Regions from separate parts of the Mus musculus genome. Here region 1 is linked to region 2. Evidence: chromatin contacts called from public HiChIP or PLAC-seq data. All regions are on one chromosome and are shown on one strand. The core of a region is the stretch at or near the end of the contact, and the rest is flanking DNA. Distances in the headings are between cores, read along the strand shown.

Region 1 (6,159 bases), core at 1,963-4,462, 280 kb after region 2:
CCACAGAGGCCAAAGTGTAAGTTTAAAACACTGGCCAGGGACTGCTGGGGACAGGTTTTCATTTCTGTGCGACATAGCTGATGCATGCAATTGGCAGGATCCGAAACAGACACAAATAACACAGGCAATGGAGTCGGACAGCCATGGGTTTGTGTAAGCACCACCTGCTGGCTCTGGGATCTGGACTTCATGTTCTTCACCTATGGATTAAGGATGCTTCCAGCCTCACAGGGTTGTGAGGAGAGCATGAGGATAATTGCGGCACAACCTAGAGGGGCGGCATCTGACCAAGAATCGAGTCTGCCTGGTTCCTGTGCTTTCCTGGCACTGCTATTCCGTATGCAGGCAATGTGCAGCCAGTGTCTGATCCTTGCCCTGGTCCCCAACCCTCTTAGCCATTTCTCATCCTCGGGGAAGCCCTGCAGTTCAGTATACTTTACTGTCAGCTCCGGGGTTCCTGCATCCTCTCTACTTTAGAAGGCTTCATCCTAAACTCAAGGAAGGGAGGAGTGTTTTGTCCTCAGCACAACCATACTCCCAGAGTGTGATGTGGGAGGGGAGAGGGCCTGCCAGGGTCTACAGCAGCATACCCGTGTGGACAGGGGTTTGCCTGCATTGAGCCTGTGGTATGCAGTGGGAAGGAGAAAGGTGGAGGCAATCTCTATGGAGGGGTAGCATGGAAGGAGACTTCACACGGGGATCAGGGAGCACAGGGAGGTGGTATTCTGGGAGAATGACCTGGCACTTGGATTCCCTAATGGAATAGAAGTTCCTGAGAAGAGGACTGGGAGGAGGGAAGAGCCTCTTGGGAAGGGTTTCCGTTATCATTCCTCCTCCACCACCACCTTCTCAGCCTCTGACCCACAACTGACTTTGTTGACAAAGGATAGTCGCTAGAGTTACCTTCCAGAGGGCGTGCAAGCTGAGGCAGCTGAGGACCATCAGCAGATCCTCCAGAATCATCCTAGGACGAGTCCCGAGACAGCAGGACCCTGATGATGATGAAGCCAGTGGAGGGGAGTGCTGGCTTGGATGGGCTCCAGGACCTTCCTTCCTTCAGCCTAGGAGGGTCCTTAGTCAAGGACTGGAACTCAGGAGGGATGAGGGGTGAAGCTGAGGATGAGTTTAAGGATGGATGTGGCTTCAGACTTTATTGTCCCCATGTCAGCCCTAGTCTATGACTACAAGATGGCCCCACACCCAGGGTCTCCAGGACTTCTTTGCGATGGTATAGGTGGGCCACTTATATGACTCTGCCGCAAGAGGGGCGGGGCTGGGCGGGGCAGGGATGGGAACCCACCTGGAAGAAGTTGAGACAGAGAGCGGCCCGGCCCAGGGCTATGGTTCTTTGCGGCTGACTGGAGCTGAAGTGCCGGCAGGCGCTCGCAGATCGCAGATCCTGAACAAACAGCTGGACAAAGTCCCCGGGGCTAACTATAGCCCCTGGACTGGTAACCCGACACCTATCTTCCCCAACAACAGACAGGGGCGTGGGAGCTGAACTGGCAGAGTCCTTGGGTGATTGAGGGGCAAAACTCTCCTTCGTTTGGATGATAGGTTCTTTCTGTAAGATCTGAACTAAGTCAAAGTTGGGGGAGAGACCTGTGAGACTTGGTCTCTTCTCCGGTGGCCCTGGGCCGGGCCATGGCCCTCAGACCCCCAGGCCACGAAGCCCCACGAGGATCTCTCCTTGTTCATTACGCTAGTTAAGTCGCCAAATCTGTCTTATTTGCATACAATTTGCATACGACACACGTTGGGTCACGTGCACCAGCATCAACCCTCCACCCCACCCCCACTTCCTTCCCTACTCTTAACCTTCTTTGTCTCCTACCCTGGTCCGAAGGGCCGGGGTAGAAGGGAATTTATGACATTCAGTGCTTAGCCGTCCAGGAACAGCCACACCCCTTCCACCCCCTCAGACATTCCCTTTCCAGACTTCTCCGGCTCAGCTGAACCCATGTTTGTAAACACAGCTTTCTCTCGCACCTCCCTTGTGCTTGACTATAAATAACCTAGTTCTGAGTTCAGATGCCCAGTTGGGTGTAATGGGAGAAGGACCCAGCTTGCGGGAAGGTGAAGGAGGGACGTTCTTAACACCAAGGGTTAGAGATGCCTCCTGTTGGGGCCACCATTAGCATAGGATAAGGCCTCTCCAGTCCAGCTCATGAATTTACCCATCACCACCCTTTACCACCTCATATTGTCAGCCAAATAAAGTTTCCTTCACCCAAAAGCCTCTTTTCTCCTCCAATCCTTCCTGAAGGCTAAAGAGAAAAACAAACTATGTCCAGCAGTGATCCCTTCCTTCCCTCCTGACCCCATCCTCCCTTTCTGGGAGGAATTCAGGTACTTGCAGTTTCTGGGACAGCAGATGCTGTGTGGGGGCAGCCTATGGCTTGGGGATTTTCTTATATCCTAGCACCCGGAACTCCAAGAAGTGGAGTCAAATCTGGTCACGTGTGGGTCAGGGATCCTGAGAGGGGCAGCATCCTCTCAGGTCACACGGTGAGTCAGAGATCCAGCAGGAAGCTAGGTTCTTTAGGGCAGAACAAAGCTTGCCCTAAACAACATGCATTGTAAACTTTATATGCCCCAGTACAGGGGAACTTCGGGGCCAAGAAGTGGGAGTGGGTGGGTAGGGGAGCAGGGTGGTGGTGGGATATAGGGGGCTTTCGGGATAGCATTTGAAATGTAAATGAAGAAAATACCTAATAAAAATTTGAAAAAAAAAAAAAAAAAAAAAAAAAAAGAACATGCATTGTGGTGGTACATGCCTATAACCCTAGCAATCGGCAGGGAAGCTGGGGCAACAGGATTGCTTCAAGATCAAGGTCAGCCTGGACTTTGTGAAAGAAAGTATTAAGACAACAACAACAATTAACCACCACCACCACCACCACAGAACAAAATGGAAGGAGAGATGTGTGGAGTTGGGGTGATCAGAGTCCAGAACCAAGCCTGGTGAGAGGGCTGCAGCCCCATCTCCTCAACACCCCCAACACTGCCCTCCACACCTCTGTATTCGGCAGCTCTTATTGTTTTGGGAAGAGCTTTGGCCCAGGTCACACTGGGGTGAGGCTAGTGTTCCTGAGCCTTGACAAGGAGACAGCTTGAAATAGACGAGTGTCACATTTCTGAGCAGCTGTGTGGCGACAGCAGGAGGGGTAGGGAATAGACAGTATAAAAGAGAAAGCTGCCCTCCCTGCCCTGTCTATCCCAGGAGACCAGGTCAGCTTTGCCCGCCATGGAGAAGGCTAGGTAAGGCCAGAAGGCTACCTCACCTCCTCGCATAGGGAGCAGGGAGGGAACTTTTTTGATTTAAAATCTATGGTATTAATAGTTTTAGGGATCCTTGGATCCCAGGAAGGTTTGTGGATGTGGGGAAGTTTGGGGTTTTTGAGGAGAGCCTTGGGGTCATATTCCCTGAAGGAACTGTTGAGTGAGGGCCAGAAAAAGGAAAACCGAGGGTCAGAGGATAGGGGATGCAGCTCCCTTGCCTGTGGAAAGGGATTTTTAAGCTGGATTCAGCTCTCCTGTGCCAGAGACTAAGTTAGAGGCCAGCCTGGGATACCTAACAAGACCCTGTCTCAATAAAATAAGATAAAAAAAAATAAAATGAAATGAAATGAAATAGGGAGAATTCCCAGTGTCCCAGACCAATCTCTGCTGCATTTCCCCCGTGACACTGGTCACCAAGGAAAGCAATCTATTTACTCTGAGGTGCTGTCTGATTGGCAATGCTCACACCGCCTCTTAGCCTGTTTACCAGAGACTGGGGGGAGGGGAGTCTTCCATCACAGACTGAGCAAAAGGAGGCCAGAAGTGACTGTAGAAATGAGGGTATGTGGTGGACACAGGCAGGCTTTAGCGAGGCTTCCGTTCTCTAATGGACGGGAGCCAGCGCTGACAGATAGGGTGCGCTGTCTGGACAAGAGAAGAGGTGGGCTTCCACGGATTTTCCGGGATTACTGACTGGGGTCATCATCTTGCCTGAAGGACATGGAGGGCTCAGCAGCTGAAGCTGTGAGACCTGAGCTTCACTGCTCCCAATGCTCAGGCTGCTATAAAACCTCTGGCAGTGGAGGGCAGAAAAATCACCCTGCCCAAAGAGGTGATTGACATATCTGCCTTCAGAGTGACAGAACCTGACTCAAAAGGGAACACATGGACGCCAGTCTCTCCATCCCAGCCCAGTTACCCATGAGCATCTGCAGGTCTACCTGAAGCTGGGTGTTTGTAGATTTTACTTCCTTCATCAGCAAGTACTCGGGTGACTTTGCCTAGTCCTGGCCTGAGATCAGGGATTACTGCCGGTTCCTACACAGGTCAGGGGTGGGGCTTGGGGCGCTCAGGAGAAGTCAGCACAAAGTGATGTAGAGCCCCCAAAGGATTCTGGGGCTTTCTGAAAGAGGTGGGCCCTGAGCTAGGCCTGGAAGAGGAGGAGGTCAGGACAGCTCAGGGCAGGGAAATGGCAGAGCCTCTCTGGAACTTTGTTCTGTACTGTAGGCGCCAAGCAGGGACGGGAAAGGTCCCAGGGGGCAGGATCATTGAGCAGGCTGAGGCGAGGAGCAGGCTGAGGCGAGGAGCAGGCTGAGGTGAGGCGGCCACCGGGTGCAGAGAGATGTTTTACTTCAGTCTGCTGCTTTGTTTGGAGACAGGGTCTTGTGTATCCCGGTCTGGCCTGGAACTCACTGTGTAGCCTTGGATTCCTGATCCTCCTTCCCTCCGTGAATACTGAGACTTCAGGCACATGCTAGCACACTTGACGTCTAGGAGGTGTTAGGAATCAAAACACAGGGACTTGTGCAGCATAGGCAAGCCCTCTCTGCTTTTTGGTTTTGGGTGTTTTGTTTTGTTTTGCTTTTGCTTTTTGAAACAGAGTTTCTCTTTGTACCTCTGGCTGTCCTAGAATTCTTTCTGTAGACCAGGCTGGCCTTGAGTGCTGGCATTAAAGGTATGAGCCACCATAGAGGCATTTATTTATTTATTTATTTATTTATAGATTTAAAAATTATGTGAGTGTGAAGCGTGTGTGTGTGTGTGTGTGTGTGTGTGTGTGTGTGTGAGAGAGAGAGAGAGAGAGAGAGAGAGAGAGAGAGAGAGAATGAGTTTACATACAGTGCATGTGTGCAGGACATTAGATCACATGGAACAGGAGATAAAGGTCTTTGAGAGCCTGTGCTGCTGGGATCTAAACCTGGGACCTCTGCAAGAACAGCAAGTGTCTTGAACTGCCGAGCTATCTCTCTAACACCAGCACCCATGCCTTTTAAGATATACTATCTTTTTTTTCCTCTCATAATTCTCATTTCTGCATTTTTCTCAGTATTTTGAGCTACTTTTCCATCAGTTTTGGCAGAGAATTTTTTTTAAAGATTCTCTTTTTAATTATGTATATATTTGTGTGTCTGTATGTGGGTATGTGCACCTGAGGACAGGATTCACCAAGGCTAGAATCATCTGACTTCCTACAGTCAAAGTTCCAGGCAGCCATGAGCCACCTGATGTGGGTGCTGGAAACTGAACTCATGCCTTCTGCAAGAGCAGTCTATTCCTTTAACTGCTATGCTCCCTCTCCATCCCCACACAGAAGGTTTTAAGCAGGTAAGGACGGTAACCAGGGCTGTGCTTTAGAGACATTGCTCTTCCCGCTCTGTGGTAAATGCGCTAGCAGGGCTGAGAGGGGGCAGGCAGATTGTCTAAGGAAGAGGCAGACAGAAATAAACAGGGCATGGATGTGAGCCTGGACAAAGCCCGGAAGGAGACTCTAGGAAGCAGCTTGGACCTGACACGAGCTGGCAACTGCAGTCATGAGTGATGAATGACTGAATAGATGGATACCCACATGACCATCATGAGAGACTAAGGTCCCACATGAGTGTCTTCTGCTGGCAAGCTCACCAGAGCTAGGCTAAGCTGGGATAAGCCTAAAAGCTAATATGAAATGATTCCAGGGTTTCTCACTGAGCCTAAGGGCCACAAGCAAAGAACCCCAGGAGCCCCCAGGAGTCTGTTCTGTAAGCTTGGGCTCCCCTTCCGGCTTCTCTGATGTGAGAAGCCATCTTCTGGTCCATCCTCCCTGGGGAATCTCACCTCTGCCTGACTTCAACATCAATGATGCAAATTGCTTATTTTAGTTTTTGAGATAGGGTCTCA
Region 2 (5,764 bases), core at 944-3,443:
CACCTAGTGTACATATAGTCCTGGATTAGATCCCAGAACCTCTCATAAAACTGAGTGTTAGTGCATGCAGCTGGTCAGAGCAAGGGTCAGGAGAATTAGGTATTCAAGATCATGCTTAGCTACACAGGGGGATCAAGGCCACCTGGGATACAGGAGACCCTATCTCAAAAAACTACATAGGTAGATAGATAGATAGATAGATAGATAGATAGATAGATAGATAGATAGATATCAGAAGGGTAGCTACCAGAAGGTAGGGAAGGTGGTTAGAGAGTTATTTCTTCATGTATGGAGTTTGGGTTATACAAGATCAAGAATTATGGAAATAAATATAAACAAGACAGTGATGCTGTATTGTCCAACATGATGAGAACTAGCAACACTGAAATATACAATTAAAATAGCTATAATGGTAAAATTTGTGTTTATGCATATTTTAACACAACATACCCAAAGCAAGGGAAAATGGCTTGGAAACACACACACACATGCGTGCACACATGCACACACACACACACACACACACACACAACTCCAAAACTCCTGACATAGAATACTTACAGAAACCGAGGCATGAGTCAAGCAAAGAATAATTAGCCTGGGAAAGGGACGGACCCGAGGGTTGTGGTCCCACTGTGCTGGCAAACATGAGGAAAGAGGAATTCCAGGAGAGTTTCTCTTAATCCTAGAGGATTTTGTTTGGTGACAAGGACATGGCCCTCTTCTGGCTTCTTTTTGGATCTCAGACTTCCCATCAGCAGGACTTAGTGTAGAAACCTGGGGACTTGGGGCTGGGGACTAATGAGGAGAGGTTCAATTCATCCTTCAGGAGAGCCAAAGAGACAGAAGGGGGTTTCTACTCATCCTCCAGGTAAAGATGCTAAATGTATTCCATTCACCACACAGCCTGGAGAGCTGGGGAAAATCCTTGGAGGGTCAATGACCTGGCTTTTCCAGAAGAAGGCAGGGACGACTCAAAGGGGAAGAAGAAAGGCACTGAAGGAGAGAGAGGGAGTCATTACCATAGTCCTAAGGCTCAGCATCCTACACAGACACAGTTACACACACACACACATACACACGCACACGCACACGCACACGCACACACACACGCGCGAGTCCAGAGGTCACAAGCTATTGGAGAGGACAACAGAGCTGAGAAGCCGGGATGGGAGGGAGTGGCCTGGACCCAGCAGGTGCAGGCTCCTGTGGCCCTCAAGACAAGAGACTTCTCAGAGAGAGAGACTTCAACCCTGCAGCCTTCTCCTCTAATGCCTTGCCAACCCCTCCCACCCCCAGCCTCTCCACCACAATGTCTTGGTCGCCTTCGGTGCTCTGGTCACAAATCCCAGCTCTCGGGGATGTCCTTTCTCTCCACTCATCGGCCTCTGTTTCGCTGGTCTGTTTCTGTCCTTGTTAGCCTAAGGCCATCCTGTGTGTGGTCTCACTGTGATTGTCTCTGATTTGTTTCAGCCTTCTCTGCAGCTCCATCACAGCCCTGGTTGCAGTCCACGTCCATGTTCATCCGTGTCCCTCTGTCTCCATGCCTGTCTTTCTCCATCCTGCTGGCCTCCTCTCTCTGCCAATCTCCATCTCCACCCCTGCCTTTCTCTTCTACCGCTTCATCCTTGTCTTCCCTTACTTCTATTTCGAGGTCTGACCCCTTTTCTCTAGTCTCTCCATACCCACGTCCCCTCCTTGTCCCTGTCCCAGGCTCCTGTCTCTTTCTCATCCCTGTCTCCATCCCCCTCACTCTAGGGCAGCCTCGGCAGTCCTCGCAGGGATAGGACCTAGCTGGGGGCGGGGCTGAAGGGCCAGATCGGAATAATTCGGTTATCTGGGAGAATTGAATTAACTTCTTCACACCAGCACCGCGGGGCCTGCCTCCCTAGCTTCCACGGGGCCGCAGGTGGGAGGCCCAGGAACGAGGTCGGGACCCTCCTGCTGGGCATGTTGTGTAGAGATCGAAGGTCTAGGCCGGATTGGGACAGGATAAGGGACTCTCGGATTGGGGTCCCACGATGCTCCGCCTGCACCTCGGGAGCCCTAAGAGGGAGGCCCTTTGGGGTGGGGGACCCGAGGTGGCTAGGGGCGGGGTCTGGGCCGCTCAGGCCCCGCCCCGCGGAGCTCGCCCCGCCTCGCCCCCTCCGCGGGGTCCTGCGCGTTAAAAGGCGCGCGGGCTGGCAGCACTGCACTTGCGTTGCACCGGGGCAGAGTGCGGGCCGCGACGGGGCGGGCGGACTCTCGGGCGCTCAGAGCCGGTCTCAGGTCCTCTGCGCCTGGAGCTCGAATCTCCATCCCGAACTCCACCCAGCCCGGGACCCCGACCCCAACCAGACCCGGCCCTGCCCGGCCCCCGCCCCCGCCCCCTCGGGCCGATGGACTACTCCTACCTCAATTCGTACGATTCGTGCGTGGCGGCCATGGAGGCGTCCGCCTACGGTGACTTCGGCGCCTGCAGCCAGCCTGGAGGCTTCCAATACAGTCCCCTGCGGCCTGCCTTCCCCGCCGCTGGGCCACCTTGCCCCGCGCTCGGCTCCTCCAACTGTGCGCTTGGCGCCCTACGCGACCACCAGCCCGCACCCTACTCGGCAGGTGAGCGCAGTCCCATCCCAACCCTACCTCCAAACCCCACCTCCAAACCCCATGAAACCCCAACTACCTTTCCTACTCTGCAAGTAATTGTGACTGAACCCACAAGCCACCCCTACCTATGCTGCTGGCTAGACTCCTCCAGTGTACTTTGAGACCCCCGGTAATAGGAGTTTCTTCTTGGCAGGGATGAGCCGCACCCTCTTGTTCCAACGGTTCCTCTTTCTCAATGCCAACCCCCTACCCTGTGCCTTTCGTATCAAAGAAACAGGTCCAGTCTTAGGCCTCTCATTAGGCCTTCCCCTCCCCACCTACAAAGGTGACCACCAAACCTCTCCATTCCCAGAATCCTCAGAATTGGCTTCCAGCTCAGTCCAGCCAACTCTCATTCTTACCACCTGTGTCTTGGGTGATGCCACCCTCAACAAAGATCCCTGCTGCCGCTGAGCTGCCCAGATGGCATCCTTCCCCCAGCCTTGATTCCTTCTTTCCAGCCTCACCTTGCCCTGTCTTAGACCTATCCTGCCTGGGCCCAAACCTTACTGCACCAGCAGAAAACAAAAAACAAAAAAACGGGTCCCATAGCCACAGAAAAGGAGCCTCTATCATTTGGACCACTTTCATTCCCACATTCCCTCCCATCCCGGACGACAGCCCTTGAAATCCCAGGAGCAGATAGATCCTCCACCCTCGAGTCCTTTGATCCAAGCAAGTCCCAGTCCAAACCCTCAACGTCATTTAGCCTTTTAGGTATCCCTATGCCTTCTGTTAGTGTCCCAGCATGCCCCACCCGGCTTCCTCCTTTCATAATCCCCCCACCCCCAAATATCACTGGAACCCGAAAGGAGGTCTGGGGTTTGTTGGGGAGATAAATACCTTAATTTAGAGAAATAATGACCTTTAAGAGGCGGCCGTAGACCAAAATGGGGTTAGGAAGACTGGTGGTGCTGGGCCAGGCCAGGATGGGGATCCCATAAATGGGAACAGGAAATAGGAAGATAGGACCCTTGAGAAAAGGGTCTGTGAGACTGTGGATGGGATAAGGTACGGAGAGATGGAAACACAAATGGAGACCCTGAGAGGAATGGGTGCATAGTGTTGGAAAACAGAGATAAGAACCAGATGGTGGGAACACACATTATGGAAGATGGACACCAAACGAGCCTGAAAACAAATACTCGAGAGGGAAAGAAAGATGGAGTGCAGAAGAGAAGAATTTGGGAAGATGGGACCCCATGAAAAACATGGAAATTTAAACCAGACTTAGATACAAGGATTTAGAGATGGTGTCTGCGTCAGGTGTTGGAAGATGGTGAGGGAGGGGCTGGGACAGGACTTAGAGGAAGTGGGACAGAGGTGACTGAGTGGGAGAAAGGGGACAAAGAAAATAGAAAAACTTGAGTAAGAAGGAATAAGAAGCGGTCTTCGTGGGCACAAAGAACAGTGGATCCAGAAGGGGAAAGTTGAAGAGAGGCTCAGATGGAGGCAGGGGAGCGGAAATACCTAAAGAATATGGACCAGGGAGGAGAGGCAGGACTGAGGGGGGAAAGCTTGGGAAAGAGAGACATGGGCTGAGGAGATGGGGTGAGGAGAAAGGGAACCCCATCGGTACATAGAGTCTAAAGTAGACCTGCCTGGAGAATCTCAATGGCAGAGCCAAGGCCCGAGACTGGTTAGTGGGGATACTCTGGTGCTGATGCAGACATACCCTGCTCCTGTGATCAGAGAACAGGACCTAGAGTTCCCCAGGAAGAGTGCCTAAGCAGAAACGCCACCGTGAGGGTAGGAGGCTGGGAGAGGCCAATGGAGTGGTAGGGGTTGAAAGAAGGTGGGGAAAATGAGGACGAACCCTTAGTTGGAGCTTCTGATTTGTTTCTGGGAACTCTTAAGTCCCTTGATGATTCAGCCTTAGGGACATTGACAGGAAGCTATTGAGGACCAAATTGAGGGGAGGGAGGGAGGGGTTATATGAGATTTCCTCTAGGGCGGGACACAGGGGTGTAGGGACTGAGATCAGCTTCTCACGCCCTCCACTTTCATTGCCCCTGCCCTCGCGCACGCACCCGCAGTTCCCTACAAGTTCTTCCCGGAGCCGTCCGGCCTGCATGAGAAGCGCAAGCAGCGGCGCATCCGCACAACGTTCACGAGTGCTCAGCTCAAGGAGTTGGAGCGCGTCTTCGCCGAGACCCACTACCCCGACATTTACACTCGCGAGGAACTGGCGCTCAAGATCGACCTCACTGAGGCTCGCGTGCAGGTGCGTGGATACACGTGCTGTGCACGCGCTTGCTAAAGGAGGGTGCTGGAGCCTGCAAGCCAAGACAGTACGGGTGTGGCTGAGCAGCCAAGGGAGACAGCGGGGCTGGAACGTGGGGTCTTAAAAGACCGGAGCAGGGTCGCTACAATTTGCCTCCAACTCCATATTCCTACATTTCCCCTCGCTAAATCGGGGGTTTATGAATTTTTACCCTGAAGCTAGGAAGCAAGTCGGCTGAGTTGACCAGGCCAATGAGTACTTCTAGATGATGTACCTGAGTCAGACGACTGACTCCTGATTAGGAAAGTTTAAGTCTGGGACGGCTGCAGGTCGGCCGAGAAAAACCTGGGTATACAAATCCGGCTGCCCCGTTTTGACAGGGGGACCCTGTACAAATGGTCCCCCTAGCGCCCCTAGGGTCCTAGGATGCTCCAAGTGGGATGCCCCAGCTTCCTAAATAGAAGGGCTAGGGTAATAAGATTGACTAGAGCTCCCTCCAAGAAACCAAAATGCAGGGAAGCCATGGGCTGTGTGTGTGGAGGAGTGAGCAGATCCTAAGGACAAAAACCCAAGGGCCTGTTGGGGCACCAAAGACGGGAAGAATGGAAGTGGCGCCGAGTGGAGCAGTGGAGGGTGGAAGTCTGTAGATCTGGTCGGAGGTCTTACACGCTCCTAGCGGCCTGGGACAGAGGTGTCCCGTGTGACCGTCCTCTGGGCTAACTGGCCCCTGTGCCTACAGGTCTGGTTCCAGAACCGCCGGGCCAAGTTCCGCAAACAGGAGCGCGCGGCCAGCGCCAAAGGCGCGGCGGGAGCGACGGGCGCCAAAAAGGGCGAGGCGCGTTGCTCGTCGGAGGACGACGACTCCAAGGAGTCCACGTGCAGCCCCACGCCCGACAGCACCGCGTCGCTGCCGCC

What was found. HiChIP or PLAC-seq counts read pairs in DNA pulled down with a chosen protein or histone mark.
Region 1: an H3K4me3 HiChIP or PLAC-seq map of bone marrow-derived macrophages shows a contact between it and region 2, with 3 times the contacts expected there. The contact joins the promoter of Art1 here to the promoter of Phox2a in region 2. A contact is called at or near these places in 4 of 39 promoter capture datasets (the C10 cell line, hippocampal neurons and stem cell-derived epiblast-like cells), 2 of 484 Hi-C or Micro-C datasets (the G1E-ER4 cell line and embryonic stem cells), 2 of 115 datasets of contacts at active chromatin or transcription factors (bone marrow-derived macrophages and embryonic stem cells) and 4 of 9 other capture datasets (adipose tissue, liver, macrophages and 1 more).

Annotation. Positions count from the first base shown.
Region 1 is chr7:102,098,531-102,104,689 of GRCm38.p6, forward strand. It overlaps Art1 (ADP-ribosyltransferase 1), which reads left to right and starts at 3,213. Exons shown (of 5, transcript NM_009710.4): 1 at 3,213-3,261. Art5 (ADP-ribosyltransferase 5) reads right to left here and starts at 1,699. Exons shown (of 5, transcript NM_007491.2): 1 at 1,301-1,699; 2 at 904-1,113. The coding sequence starts at 963.
Region 2 is chr7:101,816,120-101,821,883 of GRCm38.p6, forward strand. It overlaps Phox2a (paired-like homeobox 2a), which reads left to right and starts at 2,194. Exons shown (of 3, transcript NM_008887.2): 1 at 2,194-2,595; 2 at 4,662-4,849; 3 at 5,589-5,764. The coding sequence starts at 2,379.